Regions from separate parts of the Columba livia genome. Here region 1 is linked to region 2. A link is a contact called in public Hi-C data. All regions are on one chromosome and are shown on one strand. Each heading gives the region's core, a stretch centred on a gene start, on an enhancer-like site or on the middle of the called end of the contact. The rest is flanking DNA. Distances are from core to core; before and after follow the strand shown.

What was found. Hi-C and Micro-C count contacts between places; a contact is called where the count stands out from the background.
Region 1: a contact with region 2 is called in a Hi-C map of crop, with 2.3 times the contacts expected there. The contact joins two enhancer-like sites. A contact is called at or near these places in 2 of 2 Hi-C or Micro-C datasets (crop and liver).

The regions. Positions count from the first base shown.
Region 1 is chr13:5,728,236-5,732,729 of bColLiv1.pat.W.v2, reverse strand. All of the region lies in intron 2 of LOC110360456 (a long non-coding RNA gene), which reads left to right. Among named protein-coding and RNA genes, the nearest start is that of PSMD7, 19 kb to the left of the region's middle. Within about 2 kb of position 3,064, at least 1 of the 3 cell types and tissues checked has an H3K27ac peak away from gene starts, as active enhancers do.
Region 2 is chr13:5,687,882-5,692,349 of bColLiv1.pat.W.v2, reverse strand. The region is part of intron 2 of LOC110360456 (a long non-coding RNA gene); the gene reads left to right. Among named protein-coding and RNA genes, the nearest start is that of PSMD7, 60 kb to the left of the region's middle. Within about 2 kb of position 2,874, at least 1 of the 3 cell types and tissues checked has an H3K27ac peak away from gene starts, as active enhancers do.

The sequences.
Region 1 (4,494 bases), core at 1,815-4,314, 40 kb before region 2:
TGGGGAGGGCATGGGGGATAGTGCACAGGTGTAAGTGAAACCAAAGAATTTCAATCTCCAGGTCTGCTGTCCTATGCACAGGTACCAGTTACTTGTATAATTTATATTATAACTGCTCAATAGATCAGAGCAGTTTGAGTAGATACCAGTGTTTTCCTTTGCGGTGTTCCCCTACAAACATTTCAGTTGAAACAGTCATCCTAAAGCATGAGCTGGCAATACCTTAGGTGAGGCTTGCACCTTCTGTTTCCCAGGGAAGGGAGGGAAGGACGTTTCCTTACTGCGGAGCTGATGGAAAGCTGCCTCCCTGCAGGTGTGGGGTTTGGGCTGGTGTAATGAACTCTGAAGTGACCCCCGCTGCTCCCCAGCATGTGGCCAGATCCACGGAGCTGTTGTGCTCCATGGGCTGCGGGTTCCTGCAGTGCTCAGCTGAGCCTCACCTGGTGGGGACTGCGCCTCTGAAGAGCAAGTAGTTAGCATGACGTAATTATTTTTTTTTTTTTAATGAACCAAGTGGTCAGAGAAATCTCTTGCATGAGTCAGTACACGACTGGTTCCGTGAAGCATTTGGAGTGGTTTGTGTGTGCAGGACGCGGTGAGCAGTGTGGTGGTGCTGGGGGAGCTGCAGATGCTGTGCTGCACCTCACAGCTTGGCTGCGATTCCTGGCCTGGCAGGCAGAACCGTGCCCAGATAACACCCAGATGTGCTGGGGGGCGATTGTGGGAGTCTTCAGATCTGCGCCATCTTCATTTTGCTTGCTCTGTTCTCAGCATTTTAGAAAAGTTCACCTTTCAGGTCTGCAATGCACAATAAAATATTTAATAATTTAATCAGGAATTCAGATTTGGTCTAGAAATTAATCCTAAGGAGAAAACTTGGTGTCTCCTAATAGTTGAGCTGGCTCTTGGCCATGCAGGTGACCTTGGGACACCCCTGCAGCTCCGGAGACAGCAGGTCCCTCCCCAGGCTGTGTCCGGAGCTTTCACTGGGCAGCAGGAATATCACTCAAAAGCCATGTACTTTAATGAAGCTGTTTCTCTGCTAAGAATGAGTTAGATGAGGTAGCTGTCAAAATATGTGCTTCTTCCTCTTCTGACCTAAAAAGTCTGTTTTTTATTCCCCGATGCCATGCGGCCAAACTTTCTCTCTTCTTAGACTTCAGAAAGGAGACTGTGATGGTGATACTGTGGTGGATACATTGAGGACTGTGTAATTAGCATCTGAAATCATCACTTAATAGCTTGTCTTCATAAATTTGTTTTCCTCCTGGAAAAAAAGTGTTGATATTTTAAGCATTTTAACTGTTCCTGCTTTTTTTTTTGCTTCCTTTTATGACATAAAAATTCAGTTTGCTGGTTCATTTTGAGCCTGACTGGAAGGGTAAGTTTGTTTATTTTGGCAGCTTAGCTGTAGATCAGCCAAGAGGAAAATGAAAAACTGCAGCCTGTGGACATTCTGCTTGTGCTTATCGAAGTCCTGCTGGAGCAGGGATAACCATCTCTTTCACAGGAAAGGAAGGTTGGAGGGAAGCCTCACTTATTTGTTTTCTTTCTTTGTTTTTTACTGTATCAATTATGCAGGAATTTTGAACGTGACAGGTCTGTCAGTATCAGCAGTGGTGTAGACACACCCATGAACAGTCAGCTGTGGGTACAGTCTGAAGTATTTTTGTCCAACAGAAGTTGGAATAAATATATTAAATATTTTTTTTCTTCTTCTAATGTTTTGAAAATGATTTTAGACTGTGTATCTTCCGTTTGATGAGCATCAATCTAGCAGTGCATCAGAACACAGTAATAATTGCTGTAGGTTCCTTTTGTGGTGTTCCAGCTCCGAGCAGGGTGTGCATTCCAGTGGAGCAGGCAGTGCTGGTCAGGACGGGTGCTGCTGGGTTCTGCTGCTGCCACCCCAAACATCTCACAGGTGTTGTCAGTCCTGTCAGGGCCCAGCTGGGACGTGTGGAGGGTGCAGAGGGAGCCCCGCGGCCACCGCTGAGCCGGAACCCCCTGGGCTGAGGGACCCGCTGTGTTCTGTTCCTCTGGCCTGACACGAGTGCCAGCAGCGCTGCCACCTGTAGAGCCTGGCACTTGGGAGCTGGCAGGTAAGTCTGGGGGTGTAATTCCAGCTTAACAGGATTTTTAACATCTGGAACGTGCCGTGTGCTACCATATTGGTGAGAGGTAGTGAGCAGCGTCGTTTTACAAATCCTCACTTAAATTTGCTTTGACAAAGTGCAGGGAAATAGAGCATCATCATATATTTAACATTAAAATATTTTAAAGTTTGTTATTTATCAACTTTCCAACAGTATTTTCATTATGCATTGTGCTTTATGTGCTGTTTATTACTGGGATATATGGGAATTTTTTCTTATGAAGGATGATGAACATTCAAAATCCTAATTCATTAGGAGTTGGTCACAGTTCAAATACTATTGCTATTCTGTTTTAAAAACAAAAGATACTGGGGAGGTAGGAAGAAGAAACTAGATTGAAAAAGTGAGGGACTTTTAAAATGCTCCTTGCTAAAAGGCATCTACCCTATCCTCTGAGGTCATGGGTATTGGTTTTATGTCAGTTTTTTCACAAATAAGCTATTATTTCAGTTATTCTAATCATACATGTACACTAAATACTAATACAATTCTACCTTGTGTATCTGAGAAGAAAAAAAAATCTTATTCTTTTGTTTTGGGAAGGCCAGTGGCTGTAGCTCTGGTGGATTAGCAGATGAGAAGCCTATTCCAGAGAAACAGCTCTTTCAGGAAAATTACTTTGACAGAAGAGTCTAATTCATGTGACCAGAATTCACATGCTTTAAAAGTAATTAGGGTGACTGGCTTCAGTTAGAAATAAATACACAAACCAAACCCAGCAGTAGATTTGGCTGTTGCTCAGCAGCCTTCCCTGGCCATGGGTCCATCCTGCTGCTGGGGGGAGTGGGGAGAAGGAGTCACTGAGAAGCTGAGAAGCCTTTATTGCTGGAGAACAGAGTCATCCCTGTCCTTTTAGGCAGCGGGGTTTGAGGAGCTGGGAGCAGCCTCGCCGCGGAGGTGCTGTGTCCCGTGGCTGTGCGTGGGGAGCCTGCGGGGTTTATTGAGATCACCTCTGTGCATTAGGAACACTGCACCCACGATTGAGGAAAGTGGGCATTCAAGTATCAGACACAGCTGGTGGCATCGCACATACGACATCCCTGCGGCTGGTACCCGGTGTGCCCCGCTGTGGGTGGAGAAGGCTGGACTGGTAGCGCACTCCTGGACTGGAAGAAAGCTGCTGTATTTTCTTGATGTGTCTTTAAATCATTAAAAAGCCTTTGGAGGGGAGAGGGGATGAAAAATCTCTGGGAGAAGTGATGCTTTTGATGGTCTTTTCTTTGTGGCCAGTACGCAGCACTGAGCATCATTTCCCCCACTTATTTTTGTCCTGGTAACAAATCCACATCGTGGGTGTAATGCTGCTTTGCTACTGTTGGTTGTGTGCCCGAGGCAGCGCCTTCCCCTGACTCAGGTTTCTGCTCTCACCGGGTGGGGAATGAGGAGACTGACAGCGCTGGGCTGCCCTGCCAGCCTGGGCCGACCTGGCCCAAGGAAAAGCAGCTTCACTGGATCTCATTTGGGACTCACCTCGATCGTATTTCCTTACACTGCACAAGTGTATCTCTCTGATCCAATTGCAACAGAATTCGCAGGTCATGATGAAATAAAAGCAAAATCTGTGTGTGGTGAGCTGTGGTGACAGCTGGACGGGTGTGTGCTTGGGGAAAAATCAATTTGCAGAATCAGGACAATTTCCAGTGCAGAATTCGCATATAAACCAGGCCTGTGCTGTGGTTATTGGTGCAGGGCTGGTGACAGGGGAGGTGGTGTGGACGCCTTGTGTGGCGATGCTGCCTGGGTGTCCCCAGGGGTGTCTCAGCACTGGAGGGTGTCCCCGGGGCTGGGTGCGGTGCTTGGTGAGTGGTGGTGCCGGCGCCTGGCGGGGCTGCCCCGGCTGGTGGTGCCTGAGCCTTGCTGGGGGAGGAACGCGCCCTGTAGGTTTTCCCCAAAGGAAACATGAGGAAAACATCTTGTTTTAAGAGATATTTAATATGCTTTTCATATTTGGAAAATAGTTAATGTCTGGGAATGTCCTTTTGCTCCCTGGCCAGCAGATTAATATTCTTTTGATCTTTTTTTTAAAAAAAATTAGGTTAAAAGTGATTTATCTGCAACAAAAGCAGCAGCAATTACTTACTCTGTATTAATGCTTAAGGTTGCTTTCTTTTAAACATTATATTTGGGAGGGTAAAAGTTTTTAAAAATAAACATGTTTCAAATTATTTTTAGATTAAAATACTTTATGGAGGGAGAGTTGAATTTTAGTATTTGAGCAGTAAACCAGCAAATCAAGACTTTGGGGAAAACGCAGATGTAGAAAGGCCGAGCAGAAATGCGCTTTCCACTGACCGCAGCTAATTGTGCAGAGTGCCTAACGAGCGGGTGGTTATTGTGC
Region 2 (4,468 bases), core at 1,625-4,124:
CCCCCCCCTCTGAACCATGGGCATTTCTGACCAGAACACTGAGAAACTTTGGGCTTCACAGATTAAATCTCACGTCCTGAAGTGCACCCAAAAGCTGACAGGCAATGCGGCACAGAAAGCAGTAGGAGTTAATAATACATCCAAGTCTCCTGCCACATCCTAAGGCTTTTTTCTTCAATATTATTCAAAATTTAGGCACCTTTCATGTTAATTAAATGGTAACTTTCTGTATCCCATGATCAAACTATCCAATAACACTTGCTCAGAGCAATCAGAAATGACAAAAATAAAGTACTAATATAATTTTATTATGAATGATTTGATCCCCAGGGTTTCTATCATATTAAACAAAGAAACAAATTAACCAGTGACTGGATTAAGTGGAGGAACTTGCATCATGTCGAGGCAATAGATTTTTTTCATAGTTAAGCTGCCAGCTACTTTCATGCTTCAAGTCCGGTTTCCAAGTTTCCCCACGGATTTCCTAGAAATAATGCTGCTGCTATGTATCATTGCATATGTCAGCATGTAGTTTTTTTTTTTCATAGGAAATGTAATAGAGAGCATCTGAAGAGGAATTTTGAATGCGCTAATCTGCATTTCCACATCTATGGCATGAACAGCAGTGCCGGTGGCTTGGGCGGGTTTGTGAGTTCCCATCCCATGACAGGTTGTTGTGCCAGCCCCGGGCAGCACCTCCCACGCCTCACTGTTATTTACTCGCTCGCTTCCCAGCTTTTCAAAATAATTACCATCTTCCCTATTTTAGCCGTTAGTTTTCTGTAGGAGACCACTGCGCGTGTGGACTGTCAGGTAGGAGGGGTTCCCATTTCCCATGTGTAGAGAAGTGTTTATTGTGGCGAAGGGAGGCAGCGGATGGTGGAAGCTGCCTGGCAGGACCTCCCCCAGAGAAGGGGTTGTGGCTGCAGGGGCTCCTGGGACCACCAGCCCTCCTGTACCGCCAGTCCTCCTGTACCCCAAGCCCTGGGACAGCCGTGTCCTGCTCCTGGGAAAGCCACAGCCATGTCCCATCCCTGGGATAGCTGTGTCCCGATCCTAGGACAGTCACAACCATGTCCTGTCCCTGGGACGCTGTGTCCCATGCCTGGCCCCACTGTGCTGCCGGGCTGGCGCTGGGCCGGGGCAGTGCCTCTGGAAGCTCCTCTGCCTCTGCAAGTGCTGCTGCAGACTGGGCTGTGTTACAGTTTATATTATAGGCATATATATATACACACACACACTTTGCTCTTTAAGCACCAGTCAGGTACCAAATGGAACCTACATCCTACTGCAGTTTGCAGTGCTGCTCAGGAGGTGAGATCGTCTGGATTTCTCTCAGAGATGCACTTGTCCTTGCCAGCACTGAGGCATAAAGGGGGACTATGTTCTTGACTCCAAATGCTTATTCTTCTTCTTTTCAAGTTCAGACGTAAATTTGTGCAGTGGTTCCTGGCTCTAACCATACTGGTGGCCTTTGGAAATGACGTGGAGTTCGGGTTTTTCCTCCCCCAAGACTCCATGTGTCCAGTGCACAACTGATCCCATTATGTCTTTTCCCTCTGTTCTTGTGAGCTCTTCTGGGAGAGCCAGGGCAGCTCTGACACCAGGACTGAGCAGGAGCATCTCTGAACAATGTGAGGAAAAAAATGTGTTTTCTGTATAATTTGTCTTAAGGCTTTGTGGCAATCGTGTGCTGTTCAGCTTTTGAAGTGTATCCCTTCCTTAAAACACCGGCATGTGACCAGGCTCAGAACAGGAGTCACCCCGAGCCTGTCCGATATCCTCAAACTGTATTATATACCGACAAAATGTGTGATGAGGACTTTCCTGACTGGGACAACACTGATAAAGAATCCAGGAATCTGCAGTGGGTTTGGGGTTTTAATTGCATTCTTGCCCCCAAAAGCTTGATTTCACAGTAAGGCAAATAATGTGTTAAAGACCTTGTGCAGAAAAATAAGTGTATACTGTACTTAAAATCTGTGCGCAGTGCACTGCCGCTTTGTTGTTTGCTTTGCTCCATCTCAGCGGGACCCGGTGCCGCAGTCCCCTGGCCGTGCTGCTGCCATTCCTGGCTCATGACGGGGATGCAGCATCATCCGTTCTGCGTCCTCAGGGGAGGCAGCCTGAGTCCTGCTTGTAATTGTCAGTTACTAATTAACATCTTTGCTTTGGGCTGTCATGGGCAGATTTGGCACAGGAAGCTCTCAGGTTGTCTGCTGCCGAAACCGCTGTGGTTTGTGTGTTTGGAATGGGGACGTGGTGCAGGAGCCAAACCCTGCCCGCGCAGGGGGAACGACGGGGAACGTTATCGAGTCCCTTGGCTTTTAATACTACATCTCATCCTAATATGCCGTGTCAGATGACTTCGCTCACATATCTTTCTTCCTAAAAAGGATGATATTAGAACATAGGCATTAATCAAAACTAGGGTAAGCTAAAGCATGGCCGTTCCGGGCAGCCTCTGGTTTCAGCAGTTGTGAAATAATGGCCAGCCTCCTGCTCCTCGCTCTAAACATCTGGACGAGGACGCTGAAAGAATTAAATTTTGTGCCTGAAAAATGACATATTGAGTAGGAGCTCTGCTTTCATCTCTGCGATGGTGTTTTTAGGAGAATACGCGCCGAGTCTCAGCGTTAACATTCTTTAACTGCTCCTCAAATTACTAATGCTTCACGTTGCTTTAATCCATTCTGCTGTAATAGCTTTATTAGATTAAACTCCCTGCTGAGCAAGTGAGGAACAGTGGGATTATCACACTTCCCTTTGAACAGCCAGTAAAGACAAAATAAATGGTTAACAAAATAGAACAAATTCAGTTTGCAGGTGATCTGCGGTTCTCAGCCTCGTGGACCGCAGATAGGCCCCGCGCCTCCCTATTATTCCTTGCTTGAAAAATGCCTTTTTAGCAGCTTGAAGAAATTCCCGAGGTACAAAAGAAGTCCTAATGGAATAAAAGTTCCTCTCTCCCCTTTGGATGTGTTGTTAATTGCGTTGTGCCTACTGCAGGAACAGTGTGAGGAAAACGTGAAAGTTTATTTTAAAACAATTTTTGTAGCTTTACTTTTGATGAAGCCGTTGGTGCACCAGTAACAGCCTTTATCCAGTGTCTCCCAGAGTGGGAACTCCTAATCACTGATTTTTATTTTTTTTTAGCAAATCTAATTAACTATTTGAAGTATTTCGTCAAGAGGCTCACGGTTACTATACACAAGCAGTGGGTGGCTCTTCTAGAGTCTCTTAAAAACTCAGTTTCTTCTCAGCATTCTTAAAATCCTCGTCTGCTGGAGCAATTTGAATTTTGTTATTAGTGACTGCTGGAAATCATAATTCAATAAAGACTAACTCATTTAAAAATGCTTCATGCTGAGTGTGCATTAGGTAACTTGGGAAACTTAGGAGACACAGAAAAACATATCCTAATATTCAGGTCTACACAGGAAATTGGAATGGCACTGAGCAGTTTGAAGGAGGCTTTTTGTATTTTTTTAAGAAGCTGCAGAAAGGTTGGAAGGAATGCAGTTTTTTTCTGGTAAATGTGTTCCTTCCCTCTCCCCAGCACTTTTTTCCTGATGCGCTGGCGTCTGTCCAAAGGAGTTAAAGCCCCAGCGTACTAGGGGACAGTGAAAATATACATGATAAACATTTCTAGAATAATTCCATAGATAAGAAAGCCATCATGTTTCTTCTCCTAAACTCCTTGTATGTCCCTTATTACTTGTCTTGAATGAGTTTGGAAGTTTTAACTATCTCTCCAGCCCCATCTCTCCCATTCCCTTTATGGCAATAATATTACGGTCGTAGAATATATAGTCTTGCCATAGGGGATTGGGCCTCCTGCTCAGGTTTTTAAGCCACATCTGCAGCTGCAGCTGGAGCAAGCTTTGAAAAAGATGGGTATTATGAAAGGATGTCATTTTCTAACAATGAATCCTCCTTCAGAGGACGCTGCACGGCTCTTTGCTGCCTGGCGCGGTCCAGCTGCCGGCTCCTCTGCACTTCATTTGCTGCTCCGCTCACCCTGGGAAATACACAGGGGTATTTTTTCCCAGTTTCTTTCCCCACAAGTTGTTTCATCTTTAGAATCACAACATTTCCTGCCAACATCAGAGGTTTCCCTTCTGCTCTCCTTTCCCCCTTGTTCTTTCTAGCCATTTTCAGACTTATATAGCCCTTCTGTTTCTGACCACTTCCCTTTCATCCCCGGTCCTCTCGCGGTGCTTCCCTTGTTTCAATTCTCCGCTTAGCTGGGGTTCAGAAAACAATTGCCGTCTTCCACCTGTTTTTCCTCCTTTGTTGCTCTGTGGTTTGGCTTAACCTCTCTTTGTCTGCTTTTCCCGTCTTGGGGTTTTCTTTCTTTTTTTTTTTTTTTTTTTCTCTTTTTTCCCCCTTCACCCTCTTTTTGAAATCAGAGAAAATGATCAATATTGTTTCCCCCTCACCCTGTTTGATAAGATAATGCTGGGCT